Linked DNA regions of Mus musculus: all the other regions are linked to region 4. A link is a contact called in public HiChIP or PLAC-seq and promoter capture Hi-C data. All regions are on one chromosome and are shown on one strand. Each heading gives the region's core, a stretch centred on a gene start, on an enhancer-like site or on the middle of the called end of the contact. The rest is flanking DNA. Distances are from core to core; before and after follow the strand shown. Region 1 overlaps Dclk3 (doublecortin-like kinase 3). Region 2 has its middle 52 kb from the start of Gm36088. Region 3 holds the start of Dclk3 (doublecortin-like kinase 3). Region 4 holds the start of 4930545L08Rik (RIKEN cDNA 4930545L08 gene). Region 5 holds the start of Arpp21 (cyclic AMP-regulated phosphoprotein, 21).

Evidence for each region. Promoter capture Hi-C pulls out the DNA fragments that hold promoters and counts their contacts. HiChIP or PLAC-seq counts read pairs in DNA pulled down with a chosen protein or histone mark.
Region 1: a contact with region 4 is called in an H3K27ac HiChIP or PLAC-seq map of oligodendrocyte precursor cells, with 13 times the contacts expected there. The contact joins the enhancer-like site here to the promoter of 4930545L08Rik in region 4. A contact is called at or near these places in 1 of 39 promoter capture datasets (liver), 1 of 15 datasets of contacts at CTCF or cohesin (embryonic stem cells), 9 of 484 Hi-C or Micro-C datasets (the C10 cell line, the HPC-7 cell line, bone marrow-derived macrophages and 4 more) and 11 of 115 datasets of contacts at active chromatin or transcription factors (differentiating embryonic stem cells, embryonic basal ganglia, embryonic forebrain and 3 more).
Region 2: a contact with region 4 is called in an H3K27ac HiChIP or PLAC-seq map of embryonic stem cells, with 19 times the contacts expected there. The contact joins the enhancer-like site here to the promoter of 4930545L08Rik in region 4. A contact is called at or near these places in 2 of 39 promoter capture datasets (the C10 cell line and hippocampal neurons), 1 of 15 datasets of contacts at CTCF or cohesin (embryonic stem cells), 3 of 484 Hi-C or Micro-C datasets (the HPC-7 cell line, bone marrow-derived macrophages and embryonic stem cells), 7 of 115 datasets of contacts at active chromatin or transcription factors (embryonic basal ganglia, embryonic stem cells and stem cell-derived neural progenitor cells) and 2 of 9 other capture datasets (adipose tissue and liver).
Region 3: a contact with region 4 is called in a promoter capture Hi-C map of liver, with 7 times the contacts expected there. The contact joins the promoter of Dclk3 here to the promoter of 4930545L08Rik in region 4. A contact is called at or near these places in 17 of 39 promoter capture datasets (the 3T3-L1 cell line, the C10 cell line, the HPC-7 cell line and 11 more), 1 of 15 datasets of contacts at CTCF or cohesin (embryonic stem cells), 1 of 484 Hi-C or Micro-C datasets (olfactory sensory neurons) and 2 of 115 datasets of contacts at active chromatin or transcription factors (embryonic basal ganglia and embryonic forebrain).
Region 5: a contact with region 4 is called in a promoter capture Hi-C map of hippocampal neurons, with 3 times the contacts expected there. The contact joins the promoter of Arpp21 here to the promoter of 4930545L08Rik in region 4. A contact is called at or near these places in 9 of 39 promoter capture datasets (the 3T3-L1 cell line, 3T3-L1-derived adipocytes, the C10 cell line and 4 more), 4 of 115 datasets of contacts at active chromatin or transcription factors (embryonic forebrain, embryonic midbrain, forebrain and 1 more) and 1 of 9 other capture datasets (liver).

What each region holds. Positions count from the first base shown.
Region 1 is chr9:111,472,628-111,476,453 of GRCm38.p6, reverse strand. The region is part of intron 2 of Dclk3 (doublecortin-like kinase 3); the gene reads right to left. Among named protein-coding and RNA genes, the nearest start is that of Dclk3, 35 kb to the right of the region's middle. Within about 2 kb of position 2,078, at least 30 of the 459 cell types and tissues checked have an H3K27ac peak or open chromatin away from gene starts, as enhancers often do. A contact at or near this core is called in liver, oligodendrocyte precursor cells and stem cell-derived motor neurons, where this site is marked.
Region 2 is chr9:111,519,985-111,523,878 of GRCm38.p6, reverse strand. No RefSeq gene overlaps it. Among named protein-coding and RNA genes, the nearest start is that of Gm36088, 52 kb to the left of the region's middle. Within about 2 kb of position 1,493, at least 14 of the 459 cell types and tissues checked have an H3K27ac peak or open chromatin away from gene starts, as enhancers often do. A contact at or near this core is called in embryonic stem cells, where this site is marked.
Region 3 is chr9:111,437,201-111,440,855 of GRCm38.p6, reverse strand. It overlaps Dclk3 (doublecortin-like kinase 3), which reads right to left and starts at 1,775. Exons shown (of 5, transcript NM_172928.5): 1 at 1,504-1,775. The coding sequence starts at 1,591.
Region 4 is chr9:111,916,509-111,920,200 of GRCm38.p6, reverse strand. It overlaps 4930545L08Rik (RIKEN cDNA 4930545L08 gene), which reads left to right and starts at 1,472. Exons shown (of 2, transcript NR_166641.1): 1 at 1,472-1,912.
Region 5 is chr9:112,230,890-112,234,800 of GRCm38.p6, reverse strand. It overlaps Arpp21 (cyclic AMP-regulated phosphoprotein, 21), which reads left to right and starts at 1,489. Exons shown (of 21, transcript NM_001362020.1): 1 at 1,489-1,709. It also overlaps a transcript of 2900079G21Rik not described here.

The DNA of each region.
Region 1 (3,826 bases), core at 829-3,328, 440 kb after region 4:
ACTTGCCATACAGGAGGCCTGAAACATTACTCCGGGGCCTAATTATCAGATGTAAATATTTCTGTTGATTAAAACATCATGAGAAGCAGCTACATTCATTAAGAGCTTTCAGTGTGCACAGAAAATGTCTGTAAAAAGCAGCTGTACTTATAATCCGTTGCTCCGTCAGAAGTTGGTGTTAAAATAAGCATCCCCCAGGCTTAGCAAAGATAGGTCTAATAGAGAGCCAGCAGCCATCTCTTAAAGAAAGGAAGCGTTGATTTGACAGCACATGTAGGTAAGTGAAGAACACCAACTGATGGATGCTGGTCACCATGGCAACAGTGGTGAATACTGAATCTTGGAAAAACCAAACACATTTGCAACATAATTATTCTCTATCAACAAGCTCGGAAATGGTATCTATCTAAGCCCAGACAACAGAAGTTGTCAAGTCCAGCAGAAGCCTCATCTTTGTCTGAAGAAAACCAAAAGCCTGGCACTGGATAATGTTTAGACTCTAGACATGATATGCCAAACTGACTTAGGCTGAAAAAGGACAAACGTGTTTCATGAGTGTGATAGACACCTGTTTCAACAAGTGATCACCGACAGATCACCCAGGAAGAGCAAGGCATTACCTCATACACAAAAGATGGCTCACACACAGCTTCCTGCTGTTTTTGAAGCTGTACATGTACACATGTACACGCACACACATATATATACTTGTACATGCATAAAATTTGATGTGTTAGAATAGCAGCTTGAGTCTGCACACCAGGCCAAAACAGTTCCACATGTAAGAGGTTTATTGGGAGAGAGGGGGGCAAGGAAGATGGCAGCGGAAAGAGAAGTGGAGAAGAGAGAGAAAAAGGTGGGAGGGAGCTTTCTTTGTGTATGGGTAATGATGTAACACTGGTAAAGGTGGGAGGTGAGCCAAGTGGATTCTGGGAATATGGTGGCTGTTGCCTTGGGAAAAGGTCTGTGGGTCCCGCCGATGTGATGTCACAGGTTTCAGAGGTCCTGATGCCAACCAAAGTTTATTTGGAGAGAATAAAACTGACCTTTTTTTTTTTTTATCAAAATCAAAAAAAGTTCTAAATGCCAACTGGTCTGGTAGCCATGAACAGATTGTGTGTTGAGCTGAAAATACTATAGCTATTCACCCACACAAGACTTGTACACACATACAAGTACACACACATATAGAAAATATATAAATATGGCAGGGAGAGAGACTAGTTGGGAAAAATAGAGTGAGCAGCATCAGGAGGGGACAAGATGCTTGTAGGAGATGAATCTGCTCCTAATATGTTGTATGCATGCATGTAAATGTGAATGATGAAAACTGTTAAAAAGAAAAATTACAGCTAATCTGTAGTTTGCCATCACCCTTTCTCTCTCTCTCTCTCTCTCTCTCTCTCTCTCTCTCTCTCTCTCTTTCTCTCCCCACACACACACACACCACTGCCTTAAAGCACTCAAAGATCTCAGCTGTGATATTTAATTCTACAAAGATCTGCGTCTGCTTAACCTCTCAGAGATATTTGTCTACACCGAACACATCACCATTACAGTTTCTACTTCCCAGAGCAACTTCCCATTCTCAACCAGCCACGGAGCTCACTCTCCAGTGACACACTGCTGCCTGGTCCATCCCTCGCACTGTGAGAACAAGCTGAGCCACAGACAGATCCCAGGATCTTGTCCTGGTCAGAAAATACAAGGTAAACCAACTGTCCCCAAGTAAAACTAGTCCCTAGGTACCCCTAATCTTGCATGTGAAAACTGTGGGCGTGGGTAACTGGTGGACTATCTTATTCGGCCCAGCTCACAGGACCTACCCAGAGCTCTCAGAAGAATCGCTCCTGCTTAAAGGGTTCAGGAAAAACAGCAAAGGAAAGAACAAAGACTCTGTTGAGAGTCTGGTCATCAAGTGGGAAAAATGCCTCCATTCAGACCCAGAAGACAGAAACAACAAAAAGACTGAATAATGGGGCCTGTAACTCAGTTTGCAGCATGCATGCCTAGCACGCTGGAATCCTGCCTTCATTCCCATACACCAGGTGTGGCACACGCCTGTAACCCCAGCACAAGCGAGATAGAGGCGAGATGATCAGATGTTCAGGGTCATCCTCGGGCTACGCAACAAGCTTGAGGCAAGTCTGGGATACGTCAGTGAATATATTAGCCAAAAAAATTTTTGATAATAATAAAGGTTTTTTTAAAAGCAATAGAGAAGGGACAAGAACACCAGCGAATATAAAAATTCAGTTTCCACCGAGAGAGTTATCGGAGGCTAATTCAGACCATGCAGGCAGACAGCCAAATTATTCTTGCAATTCTATTAAAGTTGGCAAAAACAGGAGGACCTGAGTTAATGGACAACATAAACCTCATTTCACCAGAAAATGAGCTTGACTCAGTCTGCCTGCAGCCGGCTCACTCGTGGGGGCAGGTCACAGACACAGCTCTGCAGCCTGGAGAATTAAAGGGAGCACACTAAGTTCCTGGCCCCTTTTCCCTGTCCAGAAAAAAAAAATGTGGCTTATTGGCATAACTGTCTCATTCGCTATTGCTTCGTCTGAGGCAAACTAGGCTCTGAGTGGCCCTTCATGATAAATGCCAGGGCACCACGGTCCTTTCAATTTGCTGATCTCAATGATATCAGCAAGCAATGGAGTGTTTGCTGTTTCCCAGACAGCAGTGAGCGATGGCATCCAACGCATGTCTGTTAACTGTCCTCCGTGTAGCAAAACCGTTCTCGGTTCCGTGGTAGAGTCTGAATAAAATCGTGCCTGCTTTCATGGACCTGTCTTTATGGGGAGAGAAGGAAGAAATGGAAGGAAATGTAGAGCCACGGAAGATGACTTCGTGGGTAAAAAGGCCTGTGCGAGCTTAATGATGTGAGTGAAATCTCTGGAAATAATATAAAAATCCAGACATGTTTCCACATGCACTACTACTACCCAGCACTACTGCAGCAGGGTAGGGGAGTATCTGGCAACTCCAGGAGCAGCTGCCTTGTAGGGCACAGAAGCAGTAACAAGAAAGACTCCAACAAGATGGAAGGAGAAAACCAACTCTGGAAAGTTATCCTCTGACTTGCATGGACACATCATGACAGTCAGGTTTGTTGACTTGACAAAAAAAAAAGAGAGAGAGAGAAAAAACTAGAGTTATTTGGGAAAAGAATCTCAACTGAGAAAATGTCACCATTGGGTTGCCCATGGGCAAATCTATAGGGCATTTTCTTGATTAATGACTAAAGTACAAGGGCCTAGGCCACTGTGAGAGGAGCCACTTCTGGGCACGTAGTTCTGTGTTGTATGAGAAAGCAGGCTGAGAAACCCTAGGAGAACAAGCCAGGAAGCAGCACCCCTCCGTGGTCTTTGTTTCAGTTATGGCCTCCAGGCTCCTGCCTGGAGTTCCCTCTCACCTTGGCTCCTTCCGTGGACTCCCACCCAGGATTTGTAAGCCAAATAAGCCCCCTCCTTCCTAGTTTGCTTTTGATCACGTTTCATCACAGCTGATAAAACGGCTTGGGTAAAAGAATGCCTGCCACTAAGCCTAACCACCTGAGTGCCTTCTTCAGGACCCATAGGGCAGAAAGAGAGAACCGATCCTCCAAGTTGTCCCCCTGGGAAGGAGGCAGCTCATGGCTACCTGCCACCTGCATCCCTCAACACACAACACAGAAATAAAGCTGTGATTCATTTTAAAATAATTCATTTGCTTATGCGCATGGGTATTTTGCCTGCATGTTTATCTGTATACCACGTAGATGCCTGGTGCCCAAGGAGGCGAGGAGAGGACATTGGAACCCCTGGAATTGAAGTTACAG
Region 2 (3,894 bases), core at 244-2,743, 400 kb after region 4:
ATAGAACACTTTTATACCATATTTATATTTCTGTTTTAAATATGCACATTACAATTTAAAGCACAGTCCAGAACGCTCGTGGCATCCTGTATCATGAGTTTTAACATATAACAATCACCCACATCTCTTGGAAGACCAGGTCACCGTAATGAATTATGAAACTGTGTGAAATCACGCATCCCTCTTGGCCTCTTCAAGATGATCCTGAGCGAATGACTCTTATCCATGCCTGAATAATTTTATTCTTAACCAAACCTTGCCTTGCATCATCTTGTTGAACCAGCACTGAATGTTAGGCCAGCTTCTCACTGTACAGTGCCACACATCTGCCTGAAACACAGCCACTTCTGGGTAACTCTTTTCATTGTCTCTTCGCTGGAGTCTCCCTCTGTCTTCTCTGCCTCCGGCTATGTCTTTGCCATCCTTTCCTTTCTTCTCCTTTCTGCTGGCTACAGGACTCCTTGCCTCCAGAATCTGGCACAGGCCCAGTCCTGCCACCATCCTAAAACTAGAAAAGTTCAAGGACAGCGAATAGTAGCAAAATTCTCCCCTAATTGATTGGATAATAAAGATGACAAGAAGCCAATCACTGGGCGAGGAGGAGGCGGGCCTTCCGGGTCTGAGAGAGGAAGAGGGAACACAGGAGGAAGGCACTTCGATTTAGACTGCGAGGGCAGCGAAAGCAGGTAAAATGTGGACCGGGCACTGTTAGATCTGGTGGCAGAATCCACCAGAATCTGCCAGCCGAAGATTTCTAACATAGAATAGTTAATTTGTTTAGGAGGATAGATTCCTCGCCCAGTGATCGTGTTATCTGTTGATTGATTCTAAACTAAGATTGTCTGGCGTTTTCCATTTTGACGCGACTCAACTGAGCTCCAGGGAAAAGGTAGCCAGCCTCAGCGGAGCGTGGGTTGGTGAGAGTGTAACCCCAGCTAGACACAGAAATTTGGGGGTGCTGAGTGGTTTGGCAGCAGCTGGCTGCTGAGGTTGGATGACTGGGAAAACAACAGTTTTCCCAGCGGCAATCAAACCGAGGAAGTTAGGTAGACAGCCGCAAGTTAGGTAGCCATGGAGGAAGGGAAACCACTGCAGCCAGACAGTAGCCGGCGATAGCATGGGTTGTTTTTAATAATTACACAAAACAGCTAAGGGCTCCATGTCAATCATGTTGGGAGGCTGTCTTCCAAGCTCTTCACTGAAGGTTAAGAATTTCTGATTTTTTTTAAACAAGAGATGAGTGTGAACCTACTCCTCCACTAAGTACCAGCCTATCCACACAGTCTCCTCTGCCCAGCTCTCCTAAGTGTTCCAGTGTGGTGTCTGGCACCAAGAGAGAAATTCTGCCCTGGACCCAAATGATGGGCTGCCTTCCTCCCGCTAGAAGACAGCCTCCATGTCACCAAATTAGGCCTTGTTTCTGCTCCGCCCATCTATGGCTACAGCTAGAGTGACCAATCAGCCCCCGTGTTTTATCTGGGCTGCACAACTTCCTCTCCCAGAATAGCCTCTAACCAAGCCTGATTACAGTGGGGTTGGCCATGTTCTTGCCGGGACCGAGCTGAGCAGATCTCCCCTCACCGGAACCCAGGTGCTTCATGCTACCCCCAAGCGTCTCCTGAGAGCAGCCACTCCTTCCTTCTCCTCATCCATCTGGGGCTCCTCTTTGCTCCCCATGAGCTACAGAGCTAGCACTCCAACCTCTCAGAGAGGGGCTGGCACTCTCTCAGGGATTATCCGAGGTACTACTTATAAGTCATAACGCAAGGACTGCTTAATAAAGTAGAAAATACACTCAACTTTAAGCTGTAAACTGGAGTACTGGATAGCTCGGCAGAAGCCCACGGTCTCCTTAGAGCCCACAGTACAGGGATCATTTTGAGCCATCGATTTTATTTAATAGTAATAACTTTGAACTTCATAAATATTCAACTAAAGGATAAATTATTAGGGAGAATATATAATATACATTAATTTCTAATATGAAACCCTAGGATTGGTTTAATTCAGACCAAAATTATTACCACAGGTCTAGACCCCTTCCTCAGATCACTCCACTGTCACCTAGAAGCACACATGCACTTTCCTCACTTATAAGTGGGAACATTGGAGAAGCACACCACTGTGGCTGGTTGCCCTTGTTCAAGATGGTTCCTGCCGGGCAGTGGTGGTACATGCCTTTAATCCCAGCACTTGGGAGGCCGAGGCAGGCAGATTTCTGAGTTCGAGGCTAGCCTGGTCTACAAAGTGAGTTCCAGGAACAGCCAGGGCTATACAGAGAAACCCTGTCTCCAAAAACCAAAAAAAAAAAAAAAAAAAAAAAAAAAAAATGGTTCCTATTGTGTTGGAAATTATTATTGTTATTATTATTATTATTATTATTATTATTATTAACATTTTACAGCTATGTATTCCTTTCCTTCCTGGGTCTTCTCATGACCATCATTTTCAAGGCCATTCAAGATGCCTTTGAGAGATTTTTAAAGGCCTGATGTTGCTCTCCAGGATGACATTGAAAGGCTGGGGAGGTAGGGTGGCTGTTGCATGAACTATGAAGAGATTTTTATCTCAACAATTATACATAAACACGGGTTTATGTTATTGTCATAAACAGAGCCACTGTGAGCATTCTTATCATCAGATCCAGTTCTGCATTATTAGTAATTTTGTGATAATAACAGGGAAGTGGTTCTGTTCTCAAGAATACAAATTGCCCAGACATCCCTATTCTTGGGAGAATCAGTGAAGTTTAAACAAGCCACTTGTGCTGGAAAGGAGAGTATCCAGATGCTAAGGATACACTAAGGCTCCCGAAACATCATCTGCAGGTCCCTGGACAACATTCATCTCAGGCCAACTACCCACTCAAACATCTACTGTACAGATAAATGATAATTCAGACTGGAAACTTAGAATAGAACTGCAGAGCCACCCCTATGTCTGAATTACTGCTATTCACAAACTGTGTTTCTAATACACTTACCTTGTGCTTCTGTTACCCAAGTTACCTGGTGCTGTGATGGAACATGTGAGGCCATCAGCATCAACTAGGAAAGACTGGTGTGGGTCAAGGTTTCAAGGGATTCTGTGACCAACTGGCCCCATCGCTGTAGAACATCACTGAGGCAGAACAATCTGTAGAATGGGCATGGTGGGAGCAAAGGTGATCACTCCAGAGCAGCCAGGAGTCAGATAGGTAGATAACGAGCACAAGATACACTCTTCAAAGCGAGCTCCCTGTGACCTCCTCCAACCAAACCTCATCATTTATAGTTTGCACAAACCACAGAGCAGTTAGTTGGGGACCAAACCTTCAAGACATGGGCTCTAAGGGGAGCGCTTTAGATCCAAACCATGGCAGCTGTGATGCTAAAACCCAGAGCACCACAGAGATCAAATGGTTCTGCAGATAGCAATGCCTGTGAGAGTTAGAGGAGTCACTGAAACTTCACAGAACAAAGCACGCCCTGTCCTTCTGAAAACCAGGAGCTTCAAATCTATAAGGTATTAGACAAGAGTGTTTGTAACCCACACAACCATGATAAGCAGCTGACTGACACTGTCATATAACAATAAATAAATCTTTGGGCTGGAGTGAGCAGAGGTCCTGAGTTCAAGTCCCAACAACCACATGAAGGCTCACCATCTGTACAGCTACAGTGTACCCATATGCATTAAATAAATGGATAAATGTTTTTTTAAAAAAAAGGAAAGAAAGCAAGCTGTCGTACTTTACAACCCACTAACATAGGGGTTAGTGTGGTCAGATTCAATGAGGGCTACATTCTACTGTGAAAAGTGACAGCAAGACCCAGTCTGGAGTAGTCTCACAGAGACTATCTTCAGAGGCCAAATTACAGCTCTCCGTGTATCTGATAAAAGGCAGCTGTAGCA
Region 3 (3,655 bases), core at 526-3,025, 480 kb after region 4:
TCCTTGGGAGTTAACCATGTAATGACAAAGAAACTTAATGATAAACAAAGAACATCACGCCTCACTCAGTGTCCTAGTGAGGAGCCTAGGAGGTGAGCTAACTAATGTTCTCCTCAAGACCCATTAGTTGTCAGTCAGGGGCTGCCCCAGAGAGATGTGCACTTACAGCCAGTCCTTGCTCTGAACATGTAACAGCTGAGCAGCGCAAAGGTCAGCCTCCAGTGGAGGTAGGGGGTGACTTACAGCTCAGAGCCAAGTACTCGGGGCTCTAATGTGCCACAATAGGACTGTGGAGAGAGAGCTGGTCAGTAAGTATAACTCAGAAATCACAGCTGCCTCCCTTTGCCCTTCCTCCCGTGGCATCGCGCTAACAATACTATCACAGAGAACTTGCTTTGCTGAAGTTGGGAGTAGACAAACCAGCACTCCACAGCCCTGTTTCCTCCCTGGGGCTCTGCTTTCTCCCCCCCCCCCCCAGGAATAACGTGTCCCTACCTAGAGCTCTGGGAACCTCGCTTCTCTGTGATCCTTAGCCCAACACTAGCCCCAGTAGATCACCCCTGTAAAAGCCAACAGACCCCCCTCTGCAGGCCCCAAAACAGTCTCCTTAATGCCAGCATATGTTATAAGAGCGGTTGAGAGTGGGACCTAGCTCCCACTGGACGGCTATCAACCATCAAGTAGAGGACAGAGAATGGTCTGGACTCAGAAGGAGTGAGGCAGAGAAATGACTCACTATATGGAGCAAGTAACAACCTAATTCCCTCCACAGCTTCTCAGCCCCACTCCCAGCAGGCACATACTCTGGGAAGGTGTCCCCAGACGCCTCTGCCCGGCCCGGGAGCTGCCTCATCCTTTCTCCACCACACCTCGCCCCCAGAGCCAGACGTGGAAAGGAGTGAAAACGTGGGGCTATATTTGAAATGAATTGATGGTTCTATTTCTCCCGCTCTGATCTAGCCTGCTAATTCCCAAACACTCTGCCTGTACTGTTTCTTTCTAACCCCCCTTTGTTCTTCTGTGACTCTCTGGCTAGAAACAGCGCTCTGGAAAGCAGGGTTCAGTAAACCTCTCCACAACTCTTGGATGACCTTTGACAAGGAGGTAGCTCTAGAGCTTCAAAACAGAGGTTCTTTCAGAAAAGGATGGAATGAGGGACGTCTCTGGGTGACTAGTGCCTCCCCCATGAAGATTAATCAACGACAGCTCCCTCTGTGGTGACTCTTCCTGCAGCCTCCTGCACCTGCCCAGTATGTTTTTCCAGGAATGGCGTTCTGATTGCCCAGAGGGGAACCGCTCAAGCTGGTGTCACCCCCTAGCAAGTTTCCCGTTGTGTAGAGGGGTTGCACAAGTACACACATGCACACAACAGACTCACGCAGAGCACACATGAACTCAAATCGCAAGCCTGCACACATGCCTGCACAGTGCATCCCCGTAGGGTCTGCCTCTGCTGCCCCATCGCTCAGAGTGGGGTTCCCGACAGTCACCGAGGGCACTTACCCGGAATGGGAGGCGCAGGGCGACTGGGTGCCGGCGGGGCGGGGGTCGCTGGCGGCGGCGGCGGGCGCAGGACCGGCGCGGCTGGCATGGTTGGCGGCCTGGCTGCAGGTGGCAGCTCTTGGACGTGGCCCGACGGCGGCCAAGCGGGCGCAGGAAGGCGCCGGGACTACTCGCTGCACAGAGCGATCCAGGTCTCCTCTTCCTTTAGGTTGCTGCTGGCGGCAGCCACGGCGCAAGGACAGTCTCCTCAGCGCGAGCTTGACAACCGCGCTGCCGCCGCCGCCCCGCCCCGCCCCTCCCCGCCTCGCCCCGCCTCGCCCTAGGCCACCCGGGGGCGGTGGAGTTGGCAGTGAACTTGAGCAAGCAGGGCGCTCCAGGAGAGCTAGCTGGACAGCCAGTACCCCACAGGATCTCTTCTCTCTCTCTCTCTCTCTCTCTCTCTCTCTCTCTCTCTCTCTCTCTCTCATATCTCTCTCTCTCATATCTCTCTCTCTCATATATCTCCTTCCTACCTCCTTTCTCTCTCCTTCCTTCCCTCCTTCCTTCCCTATTCCCTCTGCCAAGGCTGTTCCAGCTAAGGGACTAGGGGACTGGTTTTGACTTGAGGCTCTACAGTGCTCTCAGTGGGTGACTCCCAAGTCAAGGAGGTCTGGAACCCCAGCAACCCTGCCTCTCCCTGCAGCACAGAGGCCAAACTGTAGGTACGCCACCAAAACGTTCTTTTTGCACCCAGAATCAAAGTTAGGACACAGTGGTTCCAACCCAGGAGGGGAAGAGAGTCAAATAGACGGAGCTTTAGGGATCAGATGCTGAGTCTCCTGCCTTGTGTGGCAGAAGTCAAGCAACACCTGATGGTGGATAACCATCGTTTCCCTGTAGTTTGGCTTAACACACTCGGCAGTAGGGGTCTTGAGCTCTCAGCTCAAGACAACACACCACAGTGCATTTATCCCACACGTTGCTGCATGCTGTGGGGAAAACTAACTGTTCACATATTCACAACCCCCCCACCTTATTAACAGAACACCAATTTTAGCTGAAGACATTGCAACCCTCAATAAAGACTGCATTTCCCAGCTGCCCTGGTGCCAAAACTAACCAATAAGAAAAGGTCTTGGCCAGTGAAATATAACTGGGAAGCTTTGTGTGAGACTCTCAAAATGGTTTTGAGGCTCATAGATGCTTTCCGTGGTCCCGTTCCACCTCCTGCCTCACCTGGCATTCAAATATGGTATCTATAGTATGTTAGATTACAGGAGTAATTTCTCGTTCCATCTTTTAATAGACTTAGACCACCTACCTGTATTAGATAGTCTCATTACTGTGACAAAACACATAAGCTAACCAGTAGCCAATTTTTTAAATTATTTTTTATTATTTTAAATTATGTGCACAAGTATGTGTTGGGAGGTGCACATTGGTGTAGGTGCCCACAGATTTTTGCAGAGGATGTCCAAGCCCCTGGAGCCTGAGTTATAACAACCAACTTGTGAGCCATCTCTTGTGGGTCTGAGAACCAAATTCAAGTCCTCTCCAACACAAGGGAGTACTCTTAAGCACTAAGCCATCTCCCTAGCTCCCTGAGTTCATGCTTTAAATGGAAGAAATATTTGTTTGGATCATAGTCTCAGAGGTTTCAATTCATGCTTGCTTGGCCCTGGTGGTGGTGCAGCATGTCATGACAAGAACACAAGAAGGAAGAGATTTATTTATTAGATCTTGACGGCCAAGAAGCAAAGACAAGAAAGTGCTGGGGCCCCGGTATCACTTCAAGGGTGTGATGCCAGTGACCTAACTTCCTCCCACTAATTGGCATACCCAAATGGCCTGCCACCACAGGCTAGAGAGTAGGCCTTCAACCCCTAGGCTTCTGGGGAAGATCCAAGATCCAAATCACAACCACACCCTTTGTCCCTTCAAACCACAGTATTTCTCTGCATCATGTCTGTCATTGTGGCCATCTTTCTTAAATGACCAATGGGGTGCTATTGGATGTGTATCCTCCTGGACTCACTCCCTAGGATCTGCTCCTCCTGGCCAAGGAGAACATGGAGAAACATGAATCAGGCCTCAGCATCAACCTACAGCTAACATTTGACCTGATTTTAGAGCTACTCCATAGGACTGGAGACCTAGAAGTGACAGAGATAAA
Region 4 (3,692 bases), core at 223-2,722:
GGCCAACATAAGGCAGCCTTAGCTGATTCCAGACTAAATAACTTGTTACTGGCACAGATACAAAGCCCCGATCTCTGTGGCTTACGATGATAATTTTTGAGAGTGGTAATTCAACTCAAGATACCAGCATGATTGTGAAATGAAGCTATCTTCTCTGTTGGATATTTCACACGAATTGTGCTTTAAACTTGAACTCTTGTTAGTCACACACTCAGATGCAATTCTCTCAGGCTACCCAACAAAATTCTATGCCATCATCTTAAGGAGTGATGATAACAATACAGTAGCGTGCCCACTGCTTCTGTCAACTGGGGATTCCGAAGGCTAAATCACCTTTACAAATTATTCCTTTTAATTATACTATTCTAAAAATGTAGTCTTATTAATGGGCGTTCTTATGGTCACAATACATGACATGCCTCCAAGGTCAGATACGGTTTTGGCCACCAAAGTACATACCTTTCTTACCTGTGAAATAACTGGAATCTAGGGGGGAATTTTAGCACCTTGAGGCCACTTCTGCAGTTGCTGTAAAGCACTAAAACTAAGCCCAGCTCTTCAGATTTCCAGTGCAGCGCATTTTGACTCACATTACAGGGTGCCTTGTATAATTATAGCTGCAAAGGTGGTGTGTGAGTAAAGACTGCTGAGAAAGCCAGGGATCAGAAGAAAATAAGACACACACCCCCCCCCCCCCACACACACACACATTGGGTTGTTGTCAAGAATGCTTACCCCAGGCTGGAGAGATGGATCAGCCATTAAAGGCTAGGCTCACAACCAAAAATATAAGAAGGGTTTCCCTCCAATCAATCACATTAAAGAGATGTGTGTGGTACTAGAGACCCCACCTTCTGTATTTAGTGGGTCTTCTAAACCTACGCCTCTTTCATTTCCCCCTCCTCTAGCCTCCCTTTGCAAACAGAAGTGGAGCACAGTGTGTGGGGGTGGCAAGGGGGGGTCCATGGGGCTGAAACCAATGCTGGAGAATTTTACAGTCAAGCTGACTGAATGGGTTCCCTGTATGAGCCAGGGACGAAGCTGTTTGCTAATTTGAGAGTGTTCAATATCGATGCTATTCCAACTCGTTTATCTTATAAAGCCGGGAGAATGGCTTTTAGATGCTTTTCCTGGGGCACAGAATTGAATTCTCTAACTGACCTTGTAAAATTGTCTCAAAAAAAAAAAAAAAAAAAAAAAAGAAGAAGAAGAAGCTGGCCAGTTTTTCTTTTCCTCTCCTTTACTGTGGGTTAAACATGCAGAAACTGTGTTTCATTTGAGGTTTTTCTCTCGGTTATCATCACCCTCCACAATGCAAATGCGTTTGCATTTGGGCAAAATGACCCAAAAGAACCAAGACTATCTTGAGGAAAGCTATGTCCAAGTGGCGGAAGCTCTGGAACACACAGCACACAAGGCACAACGAGCGACAGCAGGTGGCGCTCTCCACCAGCTCCAGCGCCGGCGCCTCAAGCACAGCTCAGCATCCTGCACTGGACCAGATGAAAACAGGGTCCTGATGTATGGGATGTCTATGGTAGGAAGTTCCAAGCAGGGGAGGGTTGGTACTTACAGACTTGCATCGCGAGTTTGAAACGTTAAAAATATTGAGACGGAAGCTCTGAGTTCCTGAACTGGAGATTCCAGGATGAACTTGGGCGACTCACTAAGAAGCAACTATGGGGCAGGCCACCCACCATGCCCTGCACTTGCAGGTGTGTGTACACATGCCTGTGAAGGCACACCCATGGAAATGGAAAGTGCTGACTTTCTCTGCTACTCACAGTTAACAGCCTCACTTGGAATTTCTGTCTGCGCAGCTTCCATTCAAACTCTTCTAACTGCCTGTGGGCTTGCAGAGGCTCCAGGATACCCACCCACTCTTGCCTGTTCCCTGGCTCTTCTCTTTCAGGTAAATAACCGCCATTTTGTTTCTCCGTCTTGTTCCAGGTGGGTGCTTGTCTTCCATTTTCCCTTTTTATTCTTTTTAACCAATAGAAAACTGTTTTAATTTAATTTAACTTTATTTATTTTCTTTGCCCTAGGGTTTAACCACAGGGAGACTAATGAGTTCTTACAATCTACCAACCCCCAACAAAAAGTGTTTTATTGGTTAACTCCCTTACAATGTTATAGAGGGAAATGAATTTTAGGCATTACTCTTTGTGTCAAAAATATTAAGAAATATATAGCATAGAGTTGTTGGTTGGTACTTTTTTTTTCTGAATTGTGTGTATGGGAGGGGGGTATCTCTGTGAACAACCTAGCCTTGAACTCATTAAATGGATGAGACTGGCTTTGAACTCCTAATCATCTCAATTTTGTCTCCTGAATGCTAAGACTGAAGACTTGCACCACCACACGGACTAATTGGGTTCTTATTGGGTTCTTGTTTTGTTTCATTTCTTCTTCTTCTTCTTCTTCTTTTTCTTCTTTTTATTTTTTTTTTTTATTTTTTTTTTTTTTGGTTGGTTTGTTTGGTTTGGCTTGGTTTGGATCGGTTTTTGCATTTCTTCCACATACATAGAATTACCCTCTCCAGCAAAACACCTTACATCAAACATGAGGTACCTCGAGCATTAGGGACTCCCAGTAGACAACTGGAGTCTCAGGAATGACCTTCACTTGCTCATTTCAAAATTATGTCTCTGATTTCTCTCAGATTCTTAAAAATATATCCCCTGTGGACAGATGACTCCATCTCTAGCGGTGCTCATGGAAGCTCACCTGCCTGCCTTTGAGTTTGTGAAATAGGATGCTACTTTCTTTCCTTTAGAGACCAAACACGAAGCCCTCTTCTCTTTGCAGCCTCCAGAGGGCAGTGTTCCCCTTTTATTCATCCCGGCTTAGGGCGGTCTGAAGCAGTTGCTTGGGGTCTTGTTTAAACAGCAGCAGAAGGGGAATGGCCAACGACGACAAAGGCGCATCGGTTTACAGCGCCAGAAAGATGCTTACATGCTTATACAGTGTCATAGTTCCCCTTGATTGCTCAGAAGATGAGAACTCTGCAATGTAAAACTGAGTCAAAGCCTCCTACAAAGAAGACTGATAGTGATCTGAAGTTTGTGTGTGAAGTGGGAGGCGGTGGGGAGAGGGATTCCCCTGTCCCTGGATCAGCACTGGCACGGGATGATGTGAGACAAAAAGAAATGTAGCCTGGATTCTGAAGGATACATAGGAGAGCTTTGGGCTGACAAGAGGAGAAGGAAAAATCTACCCGTGGATAGAAGAAGGGTCATGCCAGCCACCAGAGGGAAGCCTGGAGACAGAAGATGCCCTGCCAGGGGGTTGGCCTTGCAGGGTGCGCGGGGTCACGTGGGAGACACTGTGGAGGGTACCTCAGAGGCTGGCCTTTGCTAACGGATAGCCTTGTGGCAGCGAAGGCAAGATGCCTGCTTTGTTGACTTTCTCCCAAATTTCTGTGTCCAGAGGAAACTGTACACTACCACTCCCCTGTAGTTGTTCCTGATTCTTGGAGTGCTGAGGAGGGCATTTTGATTGGAGTCTGGATGGGGAATTTAAGGTCAATACAGTATGTGTACACCCATCGCCCTCTGTGTGGAGGAAGTGCTCCATGCTTCAGTGGTTAAGAGCACTTGCTGCTCTGGCAGAGGACCAGCGTGATGTTCCCAGCACCCACATCCGGCAATTCACAATTGCATGTAATTCCGACCGCTAGTCATTCTACTTTC
Region 5 (3,911 bases), core at 240-2,739, 310 kb before region 4:
CGCATTGCTGGTGGGACCACAGGTCGCAGAGGGGCGGACAGATCAGCGCAAGGACTGGCTGCAGGAGAAGGTGGCTACTCCCAAGAGAGAGGAGCAGAGCAAAGCCTGGACACCACCCCCAACCCCTTTCCTGAAGCAGACAGACTGACAGACAGGCAAATAGACAGACAGGAGCTCAGCAGCCTGTGGTGACATACAGACTCTCTAGCAGCGAAGACCTCCAAGCGTCCGGAGCGGTGACAGTCCAACAGCCGCAGCCACGCGTTCCCCACCAGCGCTGTGCCTGGGCAGCGCGAGGACCCCTGCCTCCAAGCCAAGGGCTCCTTTTGCTAGCAGTTAAAATAAATCGACCAAACAACAAAGGCAAGCCACAAACCAAACTGACCCAACCAAAGCATTCACTGAGAAACAATAATTACTCACAAAAGCCCCAAACGAAATCCAGTCAGTCAAGGCACCCGGGACGCTGGGTCACTCCACTGTTCCTTCAGGTAAAGAGCCAAGTCTTCCGACATGAGCATCACAAGCCCTTTGTGTCTGGCTGTTGGGGCTTTCTGCTTCTGCTGCCCCCTCCCCCTTTTTTTTTCTTTCTACCATCTATCTGTGCTTTCCCTTTGACCTGTTTGTCGTTTCTGTGTTGTTTATCTTGTTTCTATGTCTCGGCGGAAGGCATGGGTGGACTCTCTTTCCCTCAAAGCAGGCAGAAATTGAAATCTGGGAAGGGAATTGAAAGGGACGATGCTTTCTGTAACAGAAGTTTCCAGTAATTTTATATGGGTTTTATGGTGCCAAGTTTGGACATTCTCTTGTTTCAGTTGAAAACTTGTCACTTTCCTCAGTTACCACAGAGGTCCTGGGTCCCAAGAGGTCGGAGAAGGGAGGGAGAGGAGGATAATTTTTTGCTTTATTTTTTTTAAATCTTGAAGTCATTTCCATGACAGCCTCTGGTGTAACGTTATCTGTCTCGGGTGATAAATGTGATAGTAGGATTGGATCTGTATCAGGCAAGTGTTTTAAAAAGTTTCTTCGGAAGAGAAATTACATGGCTTAGCATGGATGTCACGGATGTATTAAATTCAAAGCTTGATCACCTTTTACAGACACAGACTAAGACTGGAGCCTAAGTCTTAAGAAAAAAAAAAAGCAATGAGGAAGGTAATGTCATGGCGGGATGGGAGGTGTACGGTGAGGTTGCTAGAAATGGTCCCCCTAAGAACGTGTTGCAGATGGAGACCATCATTTCGCTCTCTGCCTTCTCAAAGGATGCAGCTTCTGCAAGCTAGAATGACAGTCTCTAGAATGGAAATGAATCTGTATTTTTTTTTCAAATTTTGCTCCAATGCAGAATAAATCTAAACTGTGCCCACCCTTTCCTCATCTGCCTTGGAACCCAACTCTGCAGTTTACTGCTTTAAGTAAGCAGCAAAGTAGACAGGGCAGGCAGGGAGGCACTTCTTGTTTCCTTTTTTTTTTTTTTTTTGTAATTCTGTGAAAATCAGAGAGCCTTTGATATGCTCTTCAGCCTAAGTAGACCCTCTCTTTCAGGATTATGTTACTATAGGGCTTGATGTCTGAGTGGCATTTTAGCTAATGTCATTTTCATGAAAGACAGTCATTTGGAAGGCACTAGGGCTAGTTATGCTTCCTTCAAATAGCAGAGTGATCTTAACATGAGAGACCCTGTCTTCGGGGTTATGTAGCCCTTCAAGGTATGTACCTGCTTATGTCTGATTCTCAGTGTCCTTTGTCCTCATCTTCCTTTGCTTTCTAATCGCTTTGACTGGCAGGCTATTTTTATATTTCTAGAGAATACATTTAGATGTCTTTTTAAAGTGATACATGTTTCCATTCTCAAAGATTGGGAAAAGATCATCTCTTGCTATGCTCGTCTGTGCTAATATGATTTGGTTTCTGTGTAAATTTAAAGGCATTGCTTTAGACCATTGTATTATACATGTCTTAGTTTCTCCTTTCCGGGTATGATTTATGTCGTCCGAATGACAAAGTAACTATTCCTCTCGGTGAGTGCTTATTTAACAGTACTTTGGATGAGGCATATTTAAAGAAACTTAAACAGCTCCTCCGGGGAATACCATTAGGTTTCTTGGTGACTTAATTTCATTCACTATATGGTGATTTCTTTTTGCTGGTAATTCAGTTCAGACCCAGACAAGTGTGTGTGTGTGTGTGTGTGTGTGTGTGTGTGTGTGTGTGTGTGTGTTTTATTAGATTTGCACATTGCCAATCTCTCAGTGACTGCTTGTCATAGATCTCAGTTGAGTGTGGTTACTTGAGAACTGTAGCAATCACCCTGTTAGAGCGTGCTGCACTGAGGAGTTCCTTGCAGTCTGTTTTTTAACGCTGTTTAATGAAGGAGTGGGCATCTCACTCTGCAATGAAAGGAGCCCGAGAACAGACAGAGCCCTGTGCTGCTGTGGAGACTGCAGAGCAGAAGGGAGTGGGAAGGTAAAGCGGGCTGCAGAGGTGGTCTTTTGAATCGGGTCCTTATAGCTTATCGATGGAAATCAATCGGTTTGGATGAGAGAATTCTCTCTGAATAGCTGGTTAGATGCTCCTTCAGCGTCTTTGCTGGTTCTTAGAAAGAAGACTCAATAATTTGAGTTTCTGAAAACTTAGAGGAGATGCTAACTGGGGACTTCCTGTGTGTCTACTATTTTTAATATAGGCTGTGAGAATGTTGGGTAATGAATGCAGATTTAATTTCAAATTCCTGAATCATTGTTCTGCTGTGGCAGATGGGTTGGACCTTATGAAACATTCTGAGATTCAAAAAAACTACCACCAGCTTCAGATATGGTGATAATCTGAATTTCTGCTGTGGGAATTTTGGGTTGATTTTTCTGTCATAAACTTGAAACTTTGCACCAGAGCTGTGACAACTAAGGGAATCTGGAGGTTTTAGATGGACTTGGTGAAATAGTTGTGTTATTTTCTCCCTTTAACTTTGAGTGAAATGTCCCTCATTTATCTTTCTAAAGAGTGCATATTTTAAAATGTCTCTGAGGTAGCATTGATTACCTTTAGAATGTTATCCTTGGGGGCCAAATATCTTCACATAATGGCATGTAAGATGCATGAAGCCATATGTCTGCATTGCTGGCACCTTCATGGATCACCAATCTTCAGGTACAAGGTGGGAATGTTCACTCAGAAAGGTATCTTGCTCATTTTCGTATTAACAGCATGCAAGCATCAGGCCACTCCCCCACCCCCCACGGTGAAGCTCATTAGACCAAACACTTAAGTAGTTTCAAAATTAATAAGCATAAGAGAATATGAGCAGCTTATATGAAGCGGGGAGCTAAGTCATATCGTTTTGTATCAATGCCTCTCTGAGAACTCAAAAAGTCGATCTGGAAAGTGACCAACTTTAAAATGAAGTAAACACCTAAGAACAATGTTTGCATGGAGATACTGCAAAATCTATTGTTGTTGTTGTTGTTTTTGTTCATTTGTCTTTCAACATGGTATTTCTGGAGGGGGAAGCCAGCCACATTGGCTGTTAATATTTCCCTCATTGCTCTGCCTTGCTCTAGCTTCTCAAGTCTGAGGGCATTCAGGTCTGAAGCGCTTCTTTTTTTTTTTTTTTTTTTTTTTTTAATCTTTGGACAAGATAATGATAAGCTTCATGAGCAGAGCTTGAAGTGAGTCAGCTTCTGCAGATAGAAAGTAGCCAGGAACCAGGCATGGATATGATGGAGAATTCTTCTAGAGTAAGGAGATAGTTTGAAATCCAGAGGGCTGGACACTGAAATTTCACTATTTGTTTGCCAGTCAGTGTCATTTGAATCTAATCTCTGATAAGACTAGATAAGAATGGGGCACCTAAAACTGTAGCAGACATGGAAAGCCATTTCGTCGGGGGTAAGTACTGGCATCATTTACCTGGG